Linked DNA regions of Triticum aestivum: region 1 is linked to region 2. Evidence: chromatin contacts called from public Hi-C data. All regions are on one chromosome and are shown on one strand. Each heading gives the region's core, a stretch centred on a gene start, on an enhancer-like site or on the middle of the called end of the contact. The rest is flanking DNA. Distances are from core to core; before and after follow the strand shown. Region 1 holds the start of LOC123055624 (transcription factor MYBC1). Region 2 has its middle 110 kb from the start of LOC123146260.

Region 1 (6,455 bases), core at 218-2,717, 690 kb after region 2:
AACGAATTTTATATACCCGAGGAGGACGGACGGACGGACGCCATTCGATGCCGGTCACCGTCGATGTCGACGCTCAGTGCTCGCCGGAGGTCGGGAACAGCGTCAGCTCCCGGCGCCCGCCGCCGCCGCCGCCGCCGCGGGACCCTAGCTCCAGCTCCTCGGCGAAGGACGACGGCGCCATCATCCCCATCGCGGCCCCGCCGCCGACCATGCGGTGGTGCATCCCGGGCGGGCCGACTGGCGCGCCGCTGGCCACGGCGCGGCTCAGGAAGCCGTGGTCGAAGCCGCCGCCTGGCCCGGCGCCGTAGTGGCCGAACGGGCGCGCGGCGGGGTGGTGGAAGTGGCCGATCTGCTGCGGGTGGTGGTGATGGTGGTGCGCCGCGGGGTGGGACGGCATGGCGGCGTAGGGGGTGTAGGGGTCGGCGACGGCCGGGCCGCGGCCGGGCGGGAGGAACGGGGAGGGCCCGGTGGCGAAGAGGTGCTCGGTGGCTGCGTCGGTCCCGGAGCCGGAGGAGTGGCTGCCTCCCCCGCCGCCACCGCCGTTGCCGAGCCCCTGCATGCGCTTGAGGTAGAGGCGGTACTTCTGGAGGTGGGACGCGACGTTCTCGCGCGTGAGGCCGTCCACGCTCATCAGCTGCATTATGGTCTTGGGCACGGCGTTCTTGATGCCGAGGTGCGCCACGGCATCAACGAAGCGCTTGTGCAGCTGCGGCGTCCACACGAGGCGCGGCCGCTTGAGGGTCCTGGCCGGCTCCTCGCCGTTGCCGCCCCCGTTGCCGCCGCTGGAGCCGGCGGCCGAGGACGCGCCGCCGTTCATCTCCTGGCCGCCCGCGCCGCCGGCCCCGTCGGCGCCGCCGCTGAGCGGGCCGCCCCCGCCGTGCGTGGTGGGGATGTCGAAGGCGGCGGCGAGATCGCGGGTGATGAGCGACTGCGAGAGCGGCATGAGCTCGTCGGGCGCCGGCAGGTCCTCGTCGAAGCGCGCGAACCAGCTGGGCTCCTCCTCCTCCCTCATCCTCGCGGCCCGGCCCGGAGCGGAGCGGAGCAGAGCAATTCGCCGCCTTGGCCGCAGTCGTCCGCTGGCAGCAGCGGCGTGCTCTCGCGCTGGGAGGAGGGCGTGGGGAGGAAGGAGAGGATGGGGAGGGAGGGAGGGGGGTTACTTCGAGGTGGATCTCTCTTCTTCTAAGCTTTCGTGGCGCTCTCTCTCACTCGTTTGGGTCTTTCTTTCTGCCCGCTGCTGCGGCTGCTGCTGCGATATCCCCCTCTTTTCTCTCTCTCCCCCCCTCTATCTATCAACAATCTGCTCACACCTTTTTCACCCCTTCCCTCTCCCTCTCTCTCTAGGACGGACGATAGGCCGACGATGAGTGAGGAGGAGGGTATCTGATGAGTTCGGGAGTGGTGCGGTGCAGTTCAACTAGTGGGCTGCCCCGCCCTGCCTCCGTCCGTCCGGCTTTAAAGCTATTTTTGTGCTATCCTCGGTTGCTTTCTTTGTTTGCTCGCTTGTTGGTCCTGCCTTCACACTCGATTTTAATTGTGCGTGATTCTCCTCCCCCTTTCCCCTCTCCTCCTACATATCCTACATAAATACTCACTAATAACTTGTCGCAGGTATGGATGTATCTAGATGTATTTTAGTTCTAGATACATCCATTTCTGCGACGAGTAATTTAGAACGGAGGGAGTACGTAATAATAAAGAGGAAAAGAAAAAGATAAGCCGAGCGATTTCGTTTTTCCGGGATTTCCGGGGCGCATATCTACACAACACATGCACAGGGTGACAAAACAAAAACACTGGACTGGAAAAGGACGAGACGGGACGAGACGACGGGGAGATATCTTCTTAGCTGGAGTTTGGTTTGTCCTCATGTGGACATGTCGCTCGCCTCGCCCCGCCGGATCAAACCGAACCGAGCCGAACCGGGGAGCGGGAGTGGTGTGGTGGGGAGGGGGAATCTCGTGTGGCTCGTGTGGCCTCGGGGTCGAGGTGGATATCGCGCGCGTCCCGCGTTGGTTGCCTGGACGGACGGACGGACGGAGGACGGATCGATCGTCTGGACCGACTGGATCTATGCACGCAGGGGTGGGAGGGAGGGCTGGATCTGGTACGTGCTCCCACCTAGCAGCTGCTGCTGCTGCTGCTGCCGCAGGTACAGCCGTTCAGCGTCTAGGAATGTAGCAGGAGTAGGATTTGGTTGGGTGAATCTCATGTCGCTGTTCCGGTTAAAAGTTACTAAAAAAATCGTATTTCACTGGATTTGATTGTGAATGCAGCGGTCAAAGGCTCCTTGCATTCTCACCATTTGTTTTAATGGGTACACCTATCTCGCTTTCAATCAAGCTAATAAACATGGCCTATTGGGTCTACTCTCGCAGCTTCTTCTTTTTTTCTTTCTGCACAGAAAAGGGAAGTGGTAATACTGGTAATAATTGAGGAAAGGCAGGATTCAATTTGGATTTGTTCTCGGCAGTGGCAATTGAGCCGGGGACAGCCGTTTTACCACCAATTGATTGGTGGTGTTATCCAAGTCTTTCGAAAATATTTAATAGAGAAATGGATGTATCTAGACGTATTTTAGTTATAGATACATTCATTCTTATACATTTCTGCGACAATTACTTCTAGACGGAGCGAGCGCTAATCTTCTATGGTGCACTACTCTTATCCATTGATGATGAAAATTAAATTTATGTCTAAAATGAAAGATAATGTGTATCTTACAGGGAGGTGTAGCATTAATTTATACCATATTTGAGTTCGGTTACACAACACAGTTCCTAACAAAATTACCATTGCGGGCTTATTTTGTTTGTAGGATCTAAAAATACCATGACAATAAAAGATAGATTTTTTTTTTATTTTAAAGAAATGGGTTGCAAGACATAAGGCCAACTTCACCGCGCGTCCCCAAACAGACGTCCGTTTTACCCGGATTCTATCCGTTTGGGTAGGGCGATGGGGTCGTGTCCGGGCCTGTTGTCGGATGTGGTGACCGTGCGATCAGCGCGCGGCCGCATCCTTTGGCCCCATCTTGTCCGTCTTCATTTTAAAAACAACAGCGTTCGAACTACCAAGCCCTAGTTCAGGCCAGCGGCCCTAGTTCACACCGGCAACAGAGCCAGCGGCCAGCAACACAACCAGCCTCCAAAACGAATAGTTTTGTTCGCCGTCAACACAGCCAGCCTCCAAAAACGAATGTGTTTCTCACCGGCACACAACCAGCGGCCCAGCGAGCGGCACCCATGCCAGCCTCCAAAAAAGAACGGCCACGGCCGATCGAACAACCTAGTTCAGGCCGTCGGCGTCGAACATCTCCTTCTGCCCGCCTCGAACCGGCTCCTCGTCTTCTCGCTCATCTTGGTCAAATCCACGCTCATGATCGCAAGGGCCACCTCCTTTACTTTGGTTGCGGCATTGGTGGCCTCGATGTCGAGTTGCCTCTGCTTGGCTGTGACATTGGCGGCCTCGATGTCGAGCTGCCTTTGCCGGGACGCCTCCTCCAAGTCGATCTTCCTTTTCTTGGCCGCCTCCTCCATCTCAAGTTTCTTCCTTTGAAGCTCTAGGTATTGCTTCATTTGCTCGTCCTTGCTTTGCCGCTTCTTCTCGTCCCTCACATCCTTTTGAGACATCATGCCATGCAAAGTCTCATGCAAGGTCATGGATGAGGCATCACGTATGTCGTCCACCTTGGAGTTGGTCTTGCCCCTTGGCCTCTTCAACGCCTCGCCATCTCCACCTTCGGCCAACTTGGTCGTCTTCTTGCCTTTCTTCCTTTGAAGTTCACGTATTGATCCTTGAACTTGGGGCAATTGTTGATGATCGTCCAACAATGCGTAAGAGTGAATGGCTTGTCATTGTGCCGGGCCTTGAATGCTTCCAAAGATTAAAATGCCTACACCACATGATCAACAACAATTGAACATGCAAACATATACAAGGCCGAAGTCTCATGGCCGTAGCAACGAAAGAACTAGGATGAGGAGAGCATACCATGTCCCCAACGCCGAGACCACTCACGGGCCGTTCTTCAACGCTCTCAAGTGCGGCGCAATACTTGTTGCATTCTTGTTGGATGAACAACCACCTCTTTTCAATTGAGGTGATGCCACGGTTGCTCGTAATTTGATAGGGCTCAAACATCTTCCTTCATGGAATGTTTTGTGGACTCTCTTCCAAAAAACAAGGCCCTTTTGTTGCGCGCCGGTCCTCGGATCTTGGCTAATCTCCATCCAACATTGGCAAATCAACTTGTCCTCCTCTTGTGTATATGAACCCGTGCGAATGCTCTTCCTCCTTTTTTGTGATTCCGCTCTTTGGGTGGGCTCGTTGATGAACAATGGCTCGCCACTAATATCAATGTCATTGCCTTCTTATTCATCATCATCACCTTCGCAATAGATGTCATCGTCTTCATGCCATGAGTCACCATGGTCGTAGTCAGCACGGCCGTTGGCCTCTTCATCGGCAACGTACTGGGCGCGGCCATCGTGACTTTGGGTCTCCTCAGGATCATAGGCACGGCCATGCCCACCCTCGTAGATCACATCCTCCATGAACTGGTTGTAGAAGGGGTCGTCGACCGACGGCGTTGGTGTCGGCATTCCGTCGAACAAGACGTGGGAGGGGGCGGCAGGATTCAATTTGGATTTGTTCTCGACCGTGTCAATTAAGCCGGGGACAGACGTTTTACTCCAATTGATTGATTGGTGGTGTTATCCAAGTCTTACTACTACTATAATGGTTCAGAATATTTAGTATTACCCCCTTCGAGAATATTTAACGAAGAAATGGATGTATCTAGACATATTTTAGTTGTTGATATATTCATTCTTATACATTTTTGTGACAAGTAATTCTGGACGGAGCGAGTACTACTCTTCTACGGTGCATTACTCTTATCCATTGATGATGAAAATTAAATTCATACCTAAAACGAAAGATAATGTGTATCTTACAGGGAGGTGTAGCATTAATTTATGTCATATTTGAGTTCGGTTACACAACACAATTCCTAACAAAATTACCACTGCAGGCTTATTTTGTTTGTAGGATCTAAAAAACCACAATAATAAAAGATAGAATTTTGATTTTAAAGAAATTGGTTGCAAGACATAAAGAATGCTCCAGCCACCCCGATTTGCTTAGAATCTTATGCATTGTTTGTCAAACAAAAGAAATGTCTAGTTCAATTTGTTCAGGACAAGAGATTTTTTCCGCGAGGGAAGAGGTTTTGTTGTTGTTAAAACGAAGGAAATCCACCTCAATACAATAGTTGTAATTAGGACAGAATTACTCTCGCGCGGCGGCTTGCAGTGGCGTAGTTAGGGGGTGGCCAGGATGGTCCATGGACCACCCTGAATTTTCCCCATAGCTTGTATATAGTGTAGTAAAAAAAATATTTCTTCGAAAATAAATAAACTTATGTAAGTATTTCTATTGATGGACCATCCTGGCTTATCGGGCTAGCTACGCCACCGGCGGCTTGTACTTAATTCTACTCTCTAGATTAATTGTCATCATGTAGTTGGATTTTTCTAAAAAAAATTGCAACGGCCACTCAAACTCCTTATCCTCTAGTGCCATCAAAGTTTTGTCCTTTACAGTAACAGCTTGCGCGATCCTCATTATCTGTGGAGTAGGTTTTTACCATTTTATGGTCTGATATGGTTGTAGTACCTCCGTTTCAGTTTATAAGTTCTACGCGTATACCTAGGTTATCAATTTTATCACCTTAATATAAACTATATAACATAGAAATTATACAGTTTGATAATAGAGCATCTGAAGTTTATATTGGTATATTTTTTGTAATATATGACTTGTATTAAGTTGGTCAAATTAACGACCTAGGGGCACGCGCACGTCCTATAAACTGAGAGAGAGGTAGTAGTAGAACAAAGCAAACATTCATTACATTGCATGCAAAATAGTTCGTAGGAAAAATTCCCACCGCAGCTGTACAAATCAAACAAAACAAAACTTGTATTCATCCGCCAAAAAACAATTGAATGAAAAGGTCCTAATTTTAGACATATTAAAATGAGAATAATAGTGAACCGAGCGTAGCTCGGATGGTTTGGTTTTTTGGGATGGACCCACCAGGTTCAAGTCCTAGACTTAATATTGATGGTCACATTTTTCTGTATTTACTTCAAGCCTTTTGAAGATGTGCGTTTAGTGAGGTGTATAAGTGTCTGCATCCGTACTGTGTTCAAAAAATAATAATTTTAAAAAATGATGAATAATATCTTGTACGGAGTAGACCACGACTAACAAGAACAGTCGACGTGTCAACTGCAAGTGCGAACTGGGAGTAATATAGAACTAAAAATATCAGTTCCTTGTATACGAAGTTGTCTGTTTCTAGCAATTGCTACTCCATGGAATATTTCACTGCCGTAGGGTGGCCCGCCCACGGAATATCTGAGCAACTTTATCCCGGTAGCACTTTCCCA
Region 2 (6,271 bases), core at 1,964-4,463:
TTTATTTTGGCGCCGTAGTCGGGCCATGAGTGTTTGGATGATGTAATGTTACTTATGTACTTGATTGACGTGGTGAGTGTAAGTCAATTATGTTATCTCCCTTTTTATTATCATATTACATGGGATGTTGTGAAGATTGCCTAACTTGCGACTTATGCCTTCAATGCGATTATGTCTCTAAGTCGTGCCTCGACACGTGGGAGCTATAGTCGCATCAAGGGTGTTACAACCATGCTCTAATAGAGGTAGTGTTTGCTACGACAAGGTTGATCATCAAGTAATCCCGATTGAACTGCATCCATAATTCTTTGGGAAAATAACATTGAATGTACAAATGTTTGACAACCTCAATTCTCAAATCATTGAAGCAACACAAAGGATTATAGCCAGTGTAACGTTAGTGTGTCCTAGTTAGTTTAAGTAATCCGCATGGTGAAAATCTTAGGCAGAAGATTAATTAGTTTACTAACTAGTATAGTACCTGTGCGTTGTGACGGGATCAAAGTACATGGTGACACACTATAAGAAAATATGCATAAGATTGATCACATAGTTGAGACAGTACGAAACAAATTCTTTTTAAATGTTGGACAACTACGTGAAACGACAATCTATTGTAAGTTGAACATTATCACACTCATATATTTTTGAAGTGAACATTAAAAAAAATGGATTTTTCATTTATTTTTGAGAACATTTTATGGAAAACATGATTATTTTAAAAATGCTATTAAAAATCATGCATATTTTATATATTTGTGAATATTTTGGAAAATGTTCTAATATTTTTTTACAAACTTTCAAATGCAAGAAAAATTATGGTCTCTTTAATTCAAAGGATTTTTATAGGATCTTTAAAGGATTAGAATCCTTAGAAATTTTTCCTACGTTGGTCATTTGATTCGTAGGATTGAATCCCGTAGGAATTCTTTTTAAGGATTCGTTTGTACTACATTTCACAGGAATTCTAACATCCATTCCAACCTCTCGAAAGAAATTCTTTGTTTTCCCCGTGACACAATCAAACAAACTCAAATCCTATAGGGATCCAATGGACATGCCATTCCAATCCTACGTTTTTTCTATTCCTGTGTTTTTGCAATCTTATGAATCAAAGAGGCTATAAAAATGAGGAAAAAGACAAAGTTAAAAATGGTGAACGAAATATCTAGTCAATAACATTCTAGAAGGTTCCCAAAACCGGGTTCTCTAGTATGAGCTGGCCCAATACATATAACAACGTAAGTGTTCTATATACGAGCTTTTGCGACAATTTGATGCGGCAAGCGTCAAATAGGAAACGCCAAGCTAGACAGACACCCGCTCCATGCGTATGCACAACCAAGAAAAAGCCCGGTCGATTTGATGGGCTGGTATCAAAAAAAGAAAATATCAGATGGGCTGGTCAAGGCGGCGCTATCGCACGGCGCGATGCCGACGTGTAGCGCGCGGCATACCCTATTTGACGCTCGTTAGCGTCAGAATGTTGTGCTTTCGCGCAGGGAGCCATTGGTTGGGCCGGCCCATGTACGGGATCAGCGTTTACCGTTCGATGCGTTCGCTGCCGCTTCCTTCTCTATTCCTTGCGGGGTTTTTTTCGTTTTTCTTCTACGATTTTTTCTTCCAGTGTTTTCATTGTTTTGCCTGGTTTTCAGTTGTTTTTTTTTCCTTTTTCTTTTTTGGTTCTTTTTTTCTTTTATGTTTCCTTTTTATTTTCTCTTTTGTTTTTCTTATCTTTATTGCGCATTATATAAAAAGTTCACCGCATATTACAAAAATCTTCATCATATTAAGAAAATGTTCATCGTATATTATGAAATAGTGCACCTTGCATTCTAAAATTGTTCATCGTGTATTACAAAAATGTTCATAGTATATAATGAAATTGTTCAACGTATATTAAAAAAAGTTCATTGTGTATTTAAAATTTGTTCATCGTATATAAAAAAATTGTTCAACGTATACAAAAAAAATGTTCAGTTGTGTATTTAAAAAAAATTCAGTATTTGTTTTAAAAAACTCTCTGTATTCTAAAGTTTGTTCAACGCATATTATAAAAATATTTATTTTAAAAAATAACATGATTTGCCGCTGCCTTTTATACTTTAAGACAGGCGCTGCAATTTTACCGTTGTAGGTAGCTAGCTCGGCTGGTTGGCTCGCTTGGATCCAGAATGAGGTCGGCAGCGTGCTTATCGGGCCGGCCCGTTTGCGCTTCACTTCAGCGAAGCCGCGTCGCTCGGACGCTCACGGGCGGCGTATAGGAGCTCTCGTAGCGCGCAGGAGTAGTACGCACTGGGTTCCAGACTCAAAAAAAAAAAAGTACGCACTGGGTTCCGCCACTTTCGCCACAGACAAGGCCTATCCGGTCGGCGGATCACCTCCGCGTCATGGTCGCATGTTTTGCACGAGCTATAGTTATTGGATTGAGATCAGGTCGACCAACAATCCGATTCTATTGCCATCCGCTCAACGTGGTCCGACATGGATCAGCATGCAGGATTTTGTGTGCTTATTAAAAAAAGTGCAATATGTTTATCAGTACTTTTCGAATGAAATGGTCCTCGTATGCGCGGTGCGGGGAGGCATAGCAGGCAGTAGCACAGATCTATCCTGGGAGCGGAGATGCACCGGCTTCTCAAAATGCAGGCAAATCGGATGAATTGGGCTCGGTCTTGGAAAAACAGAAGAAAAATTCTTGCCGTCGTCTCTCCTCCGGGGGCAAGGCTTGGGACACCTCACGCAGTAAAAAAGGCCGGCCGACCCGCACCAGATCACCCAGCAAGCGAGGCGAGTACACACAGTGGCATCGCCGATGGAGCACGCATCGCAGCAGGGCCAGGGCCAGGGCGAGGGCAGGACGGAGGATGCGCGCGCTGTGATCCAGGCCATGCGCGGGGGCCACGGGCGAGCGGGCGAGCGAGCAGCCGCAGCGACGATGCGTGATCAGGTCGCCCACCCCCGTCCGTCCGTCCCAGCTTTCTCGCTCGTGTCCGTGGAAGCATCTTTCCTTGACAGCTAACGACTCGGGGGCACCCATCCAAGCAGATACGCATGGCCGTGGGGCGGGCCGGGAGGACGGACGGGCGCGGCAACAAGAGGACAAGGCCAGATTCTGATCTCCACACGCCTGCTGCCTGCTCCTCCACCACCACCACCACCATCAGAGATGAGTGAGCGAGACCCGGGGTGGGCCTGCCTCTGCCTATCACACACCACTGCCCGCCCAGTGCTGCCACCGATCCCGTTGCCGTCGGCTTCGGGGCCTGCACTGCCCGCCCGTACCGTACCGTAGGTTGGGCGCTGCCGTGACGCCACAGTTCTCTCCGACACCGCACTGTACGTCCGTGCGTGCACCTTCTGGGCCACGTACTACTACCCTGTGCGCATGATCTGGGTTGAGTCAAGAGAGGGCGCACCGAGCGCGAGCGGCATCTCGACCGGGATCACCATCGAGTTGCCCGGATTCCAGCTTCTTCTTCTTACTGATTGATTGATAAAGCAAAGCAGCGGAGCCAATGCTAAAGTCTGATTCTCTCGGAACTTGCATGCTCATCGTGTCATGTATATATCAACTTTATTCACGCGTAACTAGCTTGACTCGCACGGCCTACAGGTACTACTAGTAGTAGAAGCCATCTACTAGTATGACAATAATTTGTCCAGATCAAGTTTCCCCGACAGGGAAAGCTCTCCAAAAATGCATGCCACACACGTTCGCTGTGGACGTTTATATAGATAACCTAAAGAAGAAGCATGATTGAGCTAACTGAGACAATCGGACAACTCCATATAATAGTGGCAGCAGCTCTTGTGGACCCTTTGGTCGGTCATGTTCATACACAAGCTCTGTCCCTAGCAGTCCCTGAAAAAAAAATCTCCAGGTTTTCATTCATTTCCTGCCGGCCAGGGAAGTAGCTGTCCCGAAATCTGAGTTTTTTAGTGGCATGCTAACTTGACAAGACGACTTTCATCATTTTCAGTCCTCGATAACTCGAAAAAAGGCCCCATTCTACTTCCCCTTCCCGGCTCGTAAGCTTTACACCAGCAAATTGCGATTTTGGAGATTTGCACGCTGCATAGATGTCCGGATCGCGTCATTACCAAAAACGAGGCACATCCGACGCAACTTGGTTAATCAAGTATGAGTTGTTGGGCCCTGTTTTAACATAAATTTAGTAGCCGCATGCTTCCTCGGAGGTTCTTGCCCCATTTGGCCGCACACGGAGGTCTACAAATAAAGATCACCATGAATGGCGGATCAGCCTCTCACCGCGTTCAATCGCGGGCTCGATTCGGCAACTCTCACACTCTCGGCAACCTTTCTATTATGGCTCGAAAAGTAGCTTAACTGGTGCTAGGTTTGCAGGTCTTCCCAAACTCTCCAACCTGATTGCATCACAGCTCAACCTGGTGAAATTCCTTGTGGCGTGAACCACAATATTAACCCAGGCAAAACGCACCGGATCTTCTGATGATGATAAAAAGAAAGACCATCCAATCCGCGTCAAAAAGGCATCAGGTGCGGAGTTGAGTCCATCTCCATCCATCGCCGAGATGCCCCGGCAGCTTTCGCCGTCGGCCGTCGGATGGAGATTCCTCCCGCCCCTCGTGGGGTGATGAAAGAGGAGGAAGCCGTCGGGGTGGGTGGGATCGCTAGCTTTTGGCAGCACATTCCCCTGCGCTGCGCCGGGCCGGATCAGTGGAGGGAGTCGCGTGGCGTTGCCGTGAGATGGGCAGGGGTGGTTGGGATACGCGCACCTGCGCAGCGCAATAGCTGCAATCTGCCTGCAGCTGCTGCTGCGCATTAGATCCTAGCTTTTGTCCTTCCTTGCTGGTTCCTGGCTGCCCTTTTGCCTCCAGAACTAGCAATCTGGCCTTTCTGCACAGCACATGAGGTGAGGCGAGGCAAAGCTTGCAAGAAAAGGAGCAAAAGTAGATTGGGTGGATAAAAATAAGCAAAGTACCAAGTGGCCTTTTGCGACCCCAGTCGTTACAGGGCCAATAATGCAATCCCTGCTCTCTCGGCTTGCATGCCCAGTCGTGCACATGTCATGGAACGGAAACTCTTTTCATATGCTCTCTGTTTAGCATTTTCCTTAACTGTTTTATAGTACTAGTACTAGTAGTAATTAGACTTCTTGCTCAGGCAAGCAACACAGTTTAGCTGGGGCTCACTTTTTTTCCCCCGAGGGTTAGCTGGGGCTCACGTGGATGGTCGGAAAGCATCACTAGCAGATCCCACAAAAGACACGAAAGTTTAAAATAACCGTCATTTACGGTACAAGGTGAAAATAAATGTCCATACCAGATACCACAAAGCTTCCTCGTCTCGTAGATATCTAGGAGGCCGCTTTTTCAGGGACCTGTAAAACAAAAGACGGTTGGCAGGAGGAAACTTTCAGCTCCCGCGCCGTCCATCCTCGCCACCGCCGCCGTTGTCCTAACTCGATTCTGGCCATCCATGCCGCCGGAGACCAGGGGAGCGGACCATGCTGACCTCCCACCCACAGCGCCCACGTTCCTACAACTCGTCTTCTCCACCTAAGGCCTCGGCGCGACCGCCGCTCCCCCCCCCCCCCCCTCGCGGCGCTCTCCCTCGCTCTCGAGTCAGTCATCTTCGTCGCTCATATGGAGATGACCCTCCGGGCGCGGTGGCCAGCGATGAGAAGCGAGGGGGCGCCGCCAGGCCATCCACTTCTTCTTCCTCATCGCGGGGCATCAACACGGCACCGGAAGGCCCTCTGATGCGGCTAGCGTGATAGACGAGTTGGAGCTCGAGGCGGCCGGCGGGGCAGACAAGTTGGAGCTCAAGATGCGGCCTGTGGGGGTAGATGGCTCGAGCTCGAGGCAGGCCATGAAGCCTATGCAGTAGGTCACAAGGTCCCATTTGTAATTTAGATTTTGTTTGTAGGGGGGCTTTATGCTATTTTGCAACAATTTATACGAGATATGTTCTACCAAAAGACATATCCATAACGTAAAAGCTCCAAAAACCGTTTTACGGTACCCCCTAAAACGATGTTTGTAGGACGAACTTTGTCAAGATCTGCTAGAGATGCTCTTAATATGGTCTGACCCAGATAGCTACTAGCTCTTTATTGCCATACTCTCTTCAAAGATGCACGTAAGTTCGTCCTTTTTTGTGATGAATGTCAAAGAGTTGGAAATATTAGTAGACGTCAGGAAATGCCTATAAATTATTGCTATTGAACCATTTGATTTATGGGGTTTTGATTATATGGGACAGTTTCCTCCTTCCTATGGGTAC

What was found. A called contact is a pair of places that touch in the nucleus more often than the background predicts.
Region 1: a contact with region 2 is called in a Hi-C map of leaf, with 9 times the contacts expected there. The contact joins the promoter of LOC123055624 here to the enhancer-like site in region 2. A contact is called at or near these places in 3 of 5 Hi-C or Micro-C datasets (all in leaf).

The regions. Positions count from the first base shown.
Region 1 is chr1A:453,058,926-453,065,380 of IWGSC CS RefSeq v2.1, forward strand. LOC123055624 (transcription factor MYBC1) reads right to left here and starts at 1,468. Exons shown (of 1, transcript XM_044479563.1): 1 at 1-1,468. The coding sequence starts at 1,012. The coding sequence ends at 74.
Region 2 is chr1A:452,372,023-452,378,293 of IWGSC CS RefSeq v2.1, forward strand. No RefSeq gene overlaps it. Among protein-coding and RNA genes, the nearest start is that of LOC123146260, 110 kb to the left of the region's middle. Within about 2 kb of position 3,214, at least 8 of the 8 cell types and tissues checked have an H3K27ac peak or open chromatin away from gene starts, as enhancers often do. A contact at or near this core is called in leaf, where this site is marked.